Linked DNA regions of Macaca mulatta: regions 2 and 3 are each linked to region 1. A link is a contact called in public Hi-C data. All regions are on one chromosome and are shown on one strand. Each heading gives the region's core, a stretch centred on a gene start, on an enhancer-like site or on the middle of the called end of the contact. The rest is flanking DNA. Distances are from core to core; before and after follow the strand shown.

Evidence for each region. A called contact is a pair of places that touch in the nucleus more often than the background predicts.
Region 2: a contact with region 1 is called in a Hi-C map of blood, with 6 times the contacts expected there. The contact joins the enhancer-like site here to the promoter of ASCC1 in region 1. A contact is called at or near these places in 6 of 14 Hi-C or Micro-C datasets (CD4 T cells, blood, fetal cortex germinal zone and 3 more).
Region 3: a contact with region 1 is called in a Hi-C map of CD4 T cells, with 4 times the contacts expected there. The contact joins the promoter of SPOCK2 here to the promoter of ASCC1 in region 1. A contact is called at or near these places in 2 of 14 Hi-C or Micro-C datasets (CD4 T cells and liver).

What each region holds. Positions count from the first base shown.
Region 1 is chr9:77,401,926-77,404,594 of T2T-MMU8v2.0, reverse strand. ASCC1 (activating signal cointegrator 1 complex subunit 1) reads right to left here and starts at 1,374. Exons shown (of 10, transcript NM_001194904.2): 1 at 1,075-1,374. The coding sequence starts at 1,106. It overlaps ANAPC16 (anaphase promoting complex subunit 16), which reads left to right and starts at 25. Exons shown (of 4, transcript NM_001257658.1): 1 at 25-119.
Region 2 is chr9:77,279,261-77,281,929 of T2T-MMU8v2.0, reverse strand. DNAJB12 (DnaJ heat shock protein family (Hsp40) member B12) reads right to left here. Exons shown (of 9, transcript XM_028826503.2): 8 at 2,428-2,573; 9 at 1,166-1,255. The coding sequence ends at 2,452. Among named protein-coding and RNA genes, the nearest start is that of DNAJB12, 21 kb to the right of the region's middle. Within about 2 kb of position 1,324, at least 26 of the 40 cell types and tissues checked have an H3K27ac peak or open chromatin away from gene starts, as enhancers often do. A contact at or near this core is called in CD4 T cells and blood, where this site is marked.
Region 3 is chr9:77,526,087-77,528,755 of T2T-MMU8v2.0, reverse strand. It overlaps SPOCK2 (SPARC (osteonectin), cwcv and kazal like domains proteoglycan 2), which reads right to left and starts at 1,367. Exons shown (of 10, transcript XM_028826506.2): 1 at 958-1,367. The coding sequence starts at 1,146.

The sequences.
Region 1 (2,669 bases), core at 125-2,624:
CTTCGCCGCAGGCCCCTCCGTGGAGGCGCGAGCACGCCGCCGTCCTCGTCGTGGTGAGCGTGACCGCTCCGGCTGGTCCTGGGGGCGGGGCTGTAGGGGAAAGTGCTAAAGCCGCTGAGGTAAGAGGCCGAGGGCTGAAGGGCCCTGGGGAGCTTGGTGAAAAGGGAGTTAACCCTTAGGATCCTACCTGCAGGGACTAGAAAAATGGAGAAGGTAGGAGGAGAAACAGGAGACTGCTGTAGCAGACGTGCGACAGGAAATTTTCCCAGGCCGGGTTTGACTGAGTGCGCATGCGGGCCAAGGGGTGGCGCCTGCGCAGTGGGACAGCGCCGATGGCGTCGTTTCCTGTGGACCCAGCTGGGTGGGAAATGTGGCTAGGAGTTAGCTTGGGAGCCGCTGGTGTTCTGACCGCTCCCCTCTCTGGCCACTCTCTCTCCACGCCCACCCCACCCCCGGTTACAGCTGCGGCGTCTGTTTGGTTTGGGTTGTAATCCAGCTGTTTTGAAGTGGAACGATTTTTTGATGATGGAATTTAATGATTGCTTGTAATGATTTGCCTTTGTACTAGGGTAGGAACTTTTAAGGAATTACTCTTTTTAAGAAAATAGGCATATGTCTGTTAGAAAGGAAAGGAATTTATATTCATAAAACTATGAAGGCCGGGCGCGGTGGCCCACGCCTGTAATCCCAGCACTTTGGGAGGCCGAGGCTGGCGGATCACGAGGTCAGGAGATCGAGGCCATACTGGCTAACACGGGGTTTCACCGTGTTAAATACAAAACAAAATTAGCTGGGCGTGGTGGCAGGCGCCTGTAGTCCCAGCTACTGGGGAGGCTGAGGCAGGAGAATGGCGTGAACCCGGGAGGCGGAGCTGGCAGTGAGCCGAGATTGTGCCACTGCATTCTGGCCTGGGCGACAGAGGGAGACTCCGTCTCAAAAAAAAAAAAACTATGAATGCGAGGTCATCCCTGCCGTACATGAAGTAAATGTTTAAGCATCTTAGCTCGGACACAGCAATCTGTCCACAAAGCATCGTTACTCTCCTGTGAGGATCTCCACTGTCAGCCCCAACTTCCCTGACAGGGCCAAATCCCAGGATACTTCATCAGTATTTGTTCAACAGAACATTACTGAGCACCTCCGGTGGGCCTCTCAGACTAGTTGAAAATAGAGTTGTGCGAATAGATCTGCACAATGAGAAAAAAAATCCGTAATGAACCAATACTGATGACACCACGCTTGTCTATCTCCTGCATAACCTTTGCTGAGCCCTGCGTTCTGTCATTTGTTCTTCATTCATTCATCCGAAATGCTCAGGAAGCACTGTGGAAACACTGTGACCCAGGTTCTGTGCTCGGCATTGAGGGTAGAAAGACTTCGAAGGTGGCAGGATGTTTCTTAAGATCATGAACCTTAAAATGAAAGTGTAGGCCGGGCGCAGTGGCTCACACCTGTAATCCCAGCACTTTGGGAGGCCGAGGCGGGCCTGATCACGAGGTCGGGAGATCAAGATTTTCCTGGCTAACATGGTGAAACCCCGTTTCTACTTAAAAAAAATACAAAAAATTAGCCGGGAGTGGTGGCGGGCGCCTGTAGTCCCAGCAACTCGGGAGGCTGAGACGGGAGAATGGCGTGAACCCGGGAAGCAGAGCTTGCTGTGAGCCGAGATCGCACCACTGCACTCCAGCCTGGAGTGCTTAATAGAAGCACTTAATAGAGCGAGACTCCGTCTCAAAAAAAATAAATAAATAAAAATGAAAGTGTAAAGTGCTTAATAGAAGGTATTGGCCCTCCTCCTGAGCAGATTCTTTCCCCTCTGGGAGCTTGCTAACTCTGTTAGATGGAGAGAATTAAGACTTTTTCCATGAAGTTTTTTCATAGTAAGTATGAAAAACTGGGATCTGCATAGGAAAAAACACTCAGGAGTAACTCTCCGTTAATGATTTTGAACAGCCAAGATTTATGAAGTGTTTACTAAGCCTGTAACCATTCCAAGTGTTTTACGTGTATTAATTAATCTTTGTCACACCTGTGTGAGGTAGGTGATGTTATTACAGGTTGAGTATCCTTAATCTAGAAATCCAAAATCCTCCAAAATTTAAAACTTGAGCACTGACGGGATGGTCAAAGGAAGTGCTTTTTGGAGCATTTTGAATTTTAGATTTTCGGATTTGGGAGGCTTAATCGTTACGTATAATGCAAATATCCCAAAACCTGGGAAAAAATCCGAAATCCAAAATACCTCCAGTCCCAAGCATTTGGGATGAAGGGTACTCAACCTGTTTCCCGTTTTGCAGATAAGACAACCAAGGAACAAAAAGATCCCGAAGTGGGAGGCGGACGCGGAGGTTGCGGTGAGCCAAGATCGTGCCGTTGCACTCCAGCCTGGGCAACAAGAGCGAAACTCCATCTCAAAAAAAAAAAAAAAAAAAAAAAAAAACAGAAGTTGCAATTTTTTACATTTTTGCCATCAGACCTTGGCAATGACCTTGAGCAGTACGATATAAATAACTCCCACATGCTTAGCGTTCCAATAATGGAACACTAGGCATAAATGGGTGAAATGATTTGTCCACAGTCTTGCAGCAAGTAAGTAGCAAAACCAGAACTCAGAGAGGCTTCATAATCTTACCCACTATGCTGCTTTACCTTGCACATGACAAATGACA
Region 2 (2,669 bases), core at 75-2,574, 120 kb after region 1:
AGCAAAATCCTCATTTGAAGGTGAGGGTAAGAAAACTATTCTGGTTCAGGTGTATCCCTTGTCCAAGGTACAAGAGGAGGCCTGGTGGTCACATCCACAGCGGGTGAAGAGAGGCACCCATGGGCACTGACTTTTCTTCAGGAGTTGAGGAGGCTGCCCTGGGGTCCCGGCACCACTGGCTGACTCGGAGGAAGAACCTTCTGAAATCCTTGGTGCAGGACTTAGGAAAAACCAGTGGCAATGATGGAGCTGTGCCCTGTGGCACCTATAAGGCAAAGCCCACTGAGGGGCTTAGGGATGGGGAAGTGGTTAGGCAGATCCTGGCCCCCTCTGCAGGCCTTCCCTTCTGTGGGCAGGGGGCTGGAGGGCTCCTGGGCACCAGGACAAAGAGCCCACTAGTGCTGCTCAGAGGGAAGGGGTGGCCTCACCCAAGCAGGTCCTTGTCGTGCCTCTCCTGTGACTCAATACTGACCTGGTACCTGCCTCCACGGCCTGCTCCTCTTCAGGTTAACCGTTATCCTGAGGCCTTCACGGGTTCACACTATCATGATTACTGCTGCCATCAAAACCAGGTTGGGGTTTCGGGGGGCCGTGAAAAGCTCTGGCGTGACTCTCCTGACGCTGTCAGCTTTAGCTAATGTCTAGCAAAAACATCACCAGGGTGCCTTCCCCAAACAGGCCTCATTTTCTAAAACATGGAAGAAATCAGCTCAACAACTTAACCAAATCCCTGCAGAGTTTAAAAAGTAGACTATATATATATATCTTCATATATGCCTATTTACATATAAATAGATATATATACATATATGCGCATCTATAAATTACATTCTATGGAGAGTTCTTTCTTCCTCCTCTCTATCCTTGGCCAGCGCCTTTGGCTTCTCCTGAGAGGTGGCTGGTGGTGGCTCCTGTGAGGGAGGAAAGGCAGCTGGGTGCCCCCTCCCCCAGCCCTTCCCACTGATATCTGCTGGGAGTTTTACATTCTACTTTCGTTGCCATGGTTTCTGTATCCTAGGAGAGAGCCGGTGCGGAGCCTCCGCCAGCCCTGGGAGGGAGGGAAGCAGCCCCATGGCAGGTTTTCTGTCTGTCCTAAGAGCTTTCTGCATTTACTGGGTGAGAGAGAGGGCAGCTGTGCAGCGTTCGGCCTCCAATTCCATTTTAATTTTGTTTCTTTGTATGTCTTTCCTCAAATATACAGTCCATCACCTTGGCTCAGTGCGTGTCACCAAAAATTCTCCAGGGATTTCATAGTCTGGGGAGGAGAGTGGCAACAGTTAGCTCGGCAGTCAGGCGGCACCGGCTCCTCTAGCTTACGCCATACAAGTAGCCCCCCTTGCCACTGTGCCACTGCACCACTGCACCGTGCTGCCTGCTCGACCCCCACCAACCCCACCTGCGGTCTGCCCTCCTGCGGCGGCACAGAGGCAGACACAAATGGCCTCTAGGCAGAGTCAGCTGTGGATCCAGGCTGGGAGGACACAGGCAAAGGAGGGGGTGGACAGGGCACCCGCACAGAGAACCTTCACTGCTTCTGCCCACACTTCTCCGGGCTTGGCCGAAGTGGCCATCTCTGGCAAACGCTGGGAGCAGAGCCCAGCACCCCCATTCGCCGGGCTGTAGGAGGGAGCCTGCTACGAGCAACTCTCATTTCCCCTCCACCCCTCCTGTGCTGAGCGGCTGCATCTGACCCTGAACTCATGACCTTCTGTTCCCTTCCTCAGACCGCAGGCGAGATGCCTGGGCAGGGCCGGATGCCTGTGGTTTCCACGCTGCCAGGTGTGGCGGCATTAGAGAGAGTGCCTCAGATCCCACCAGAAGGGGGTGGTCAGGGCCCGCGGCCCCTCCCGCCGCCAAGCCTGCCAGCTCCCACCCACCTCGCGGCTGCCTGTTCATCTTGCTCCATTTCCTCCTCGCTGGAGGGATGGAGGAAGAGGAGGGCTCTTGGCCCACCTGTTCCCACATGGTTCTTCCTGGTATCAGGCAGGCAGTGTGCGTGTGGGGCTCTCTTGGGCCCCACAATATGTGATGGCCTGAATACCAGGGCATGGACAATAGTCTGCTGTGCTGGAGAAAGGGCTGTGCTGACTGATGGCTGGAGTGGACCAAGAAGCCCCAGGTGGCCCTCAGCAACAGTTTCGAGTTCCCACTCTGCCTGGCTCTGGGGTCCCCCACACCCCCGGAGCCAGGGAGCGAGACTGCAGGAGTGGGGGTGGAGAGCATCGCTAGAGGGCGGAAACCGACCTTGGTTTCTAGCAGGCCCCACAGCTGCCCAGTCTCTGGAGGCTGGAGGTCAGGCTGGGGACAGGAGTCTTTGCCACAATCACCAGGCTTCCTCCCTTTCTCCCCCTCCCTCCTCTGCCTCATGACCAGGGCCAAAGCTGCCAGGAGTTGCAGGGTGGAGGCAGCCCTGGCTCATACTTGGACCTTGGTGGCGTGGCTGGCCCAGGACTATCCATGCAGGGAGGCCTGCACCTCTGACAGTCGGCTGCAGCTGGGGGTGCTCATCTTCTGTGCTTTGTGGTACATATCTGTGTCGCCAAAGTAACGGGCCCGGTACAGCAAGCCTTCCTCTGCAAAGCAATGGGACAGGGTTAGCACACACCCAGTACCTCCTGAAGCCTGCAGGGACTGGAGAGCGGAGGAAGGCTGACACACGCCTGGGGCTT
Region 3 (2,669 bases), core at 118-2,617, 120 kb before region 1:
GCCCACAACCCGGCCCGGCCCGGAGGAAGGAGCTGGCCCGCCAGGCCGCCGCCTGCGACTTCCCCTCCGATCCACAGGTGCCGGTAAACAAAAGTGCCGCAGCCGCCCCCCCGCCCCCACCCCGCGGAGTTCGGCCCAAGGTTACGCAGGGGTTCGGGCGGCGCCCGCCGGGGGCCCCCAGACCCAGCTTCTGGGCTCTCCCGGGCTTCTCAAGCCCACCGGGTCGGGAGCCTTCCTGCGGCTCCGAGCTGCTCCCCTCGCTCCGAGCTGGGTTCCCCCCTGAAAGATTGGTCCAGGAAAACCCTCCTGGGTCCTCGCGCGCCCTTCTGCACGGGAACCCCAGCCCACCCCCGTACAGACACGCCTTCCACCATCTCGCCTAGGAAAGCTGCTGGGACCCCAGACCCAGAGCCCCGGCCACACTCCCGTCCCCTGCTGCCCCCTCCCGCAAAGCCCACGGTGGGAACAGAGGGCACCGCGCGAGCCGATGCCACCCTCACTGCCGGCCCCACCCAGACCTGCCGGTGCTGCAGTGCCCCGTATGTGCAGCCTGCAGCATCCCCGTGGCTGGGACAGGCCCGGGGGCGGCTCGCACAACGCAGCGGGGGAGCGGGTCGGGGTCCAGCAGCAGCCAGAGCCCGGGTTCCCCCGGCCCCGCACCCCTTCCCGCTCCCGGCCCGCAGGGGCGACCCGGGAGAGTGCGCCCCCGGAGTGTCGGGCGGGTGTGGGGCTGAGGGTCCCGGGGCTTGGGGGGGTCCCAGGGCCGCCGGCCAGGGCCACAGGGACACGGGAGGGGCGCCAGGCTGTGACCCCCATACTGTTTACTCTCCGTGTAATTAGCCGGCCGGGCTGCGGAGCCTTGGGCTGCGACGTGCGGCGGCCACTCCCGCAGATCCTGGAGCTCACTCCCCTAACCTGCAACCCTGGGCCTCTGCCCGGGCGGCCCTGCGGACTCACGTCTCGGAAGCGGTTCCAGTGCTTGATCTTGCCGCTGTACTGCGAGATGGACGACAGCCATTGCTCGTCCTCCATGAAATTGCCGGGGGTCTCGCCCTCCTTGAGACCCTTGGCGTCACCTTCGGCCAGGGCTGCCGCGGTCAGGAGCAGCAACGGCAGCACCAGTCGCCCGCAGCCCGGGGCGCGCATCGTGGTCCGGGTTCTACCTGGGGGTCTTGACTTCTGCAGTATTTTAATGTCCTTCCTCCCACCCCGCTGCTGGTGAAGAGCACGCGGCTGTCCTCAGCCCTCCTCCCGCGGTCTGCGTCCGGTGACTGGCGGAGAGTGGGTCGCGGCTGAAATGTGACCTGGTTAGGAGATGCACTTGTCTGAAAAAGCCCAGCACTGGACGCGGAGAGGAAGACAGAATCAGAGAGGCTGCGCCAGCAGGGGCTGTAACTGTAGCATCAGCATCACGTTTGACATCATCATACCTGGTTTAAAAAAAAAAAAAAAAAGGAGTGGGTAGATTTCAAAGCGAAGCGCTCTCTGGATGAGAGCGCCAAACGCCAGCCAGTCGCAGCGGGGCCCAGCCCAGCCTGGCACACAGGGAGTTGCAGACCAAGAAATCAGAATCCCGAAATGTCCCTGAGCTCCCTCCAAGGATGGAGAGCAAGAAGGGCCCCAGGATCTCCCCGGGGAAGATGGGATGGGGGAAAGGGCGCAAAACTCTCCGGTTACAAAGCCAGCCAGGCTCAGGTGTCAGAAAGGGAATTTAGCCAGACACCGTTTTTCTCCCCTTGCCTCCCACCCGCAGGGGCCTGCGCCACAACCCTGACAGCTGGCTTCCTGGAGTTATGGCTCTACCGTAATGGGTGGCTTCGTTAAAACAAAAGCCGTATAACAACTGGCTGCTCAGAACCATTGCTCCCCAGTGGCACCGCATTGCGCGAGGCAAGGCCTGAGCACTGAGTGGCTGGTGAAACAGAGGCAGATGTCCTCCTTCCCAAGCAGCTGTTTAGGGGCTGTCACCCTTTTTGTTAGCTCTTCCTAGGACAACCCTAAAAGGCAAATGTCTGACCATTTCATCTGCCTTGGAGGCTGCAAATTTGGAAAAGGCATATTTGCTTATGGTTTTTTTGACTTTAAGTTAGTTTGAATGAGCCACTGGGGAAGCTGGGACGTGCGGGGATGGGGTGGGGTGCTGGTTTTGTTTAAGGTGTTTTGTTGAAACTGTGACCCTCCTTATTGGCTGTAGATTTAAATGTTGACATACCAGCGGGGAAAGGTTGGAGGCTGGCCACAGTCCCAAGATCACAGCAGAAATGGGGAGAGGTTTACATTACAAATACATTAAAGAGGAAACATCATCTAATGGGACAAAACCTAGTGAACTTTTGTGACCCAAGGCCTAGACTGTTTTTAAAAAGACTTAGCTGCTGTGATCTAAAAAATAAAATTTTAAAAGGCAATGAAAAACATGATCTTAATCAGTAGGAAAAAACATAGCTTACAAGGTTCCTCCTCACCCTGAATCTGGCCTGTCTGGGAACTCTGAATGCCTCAGTGGCTCAGGCTGGAGTCTCCTTGGGAAAACAGAAAACAATAGCTCCCTTTCCGTGTTTTCTTGTTTCCTTTGCTGTTGGATTTATTGGTGGTGCTGCAGTGAGGCCCTGGCCATTGACGTCTTCATCTCACAGTAATAAAGCATTCTTCCTGGGTGTGTCCTGGCG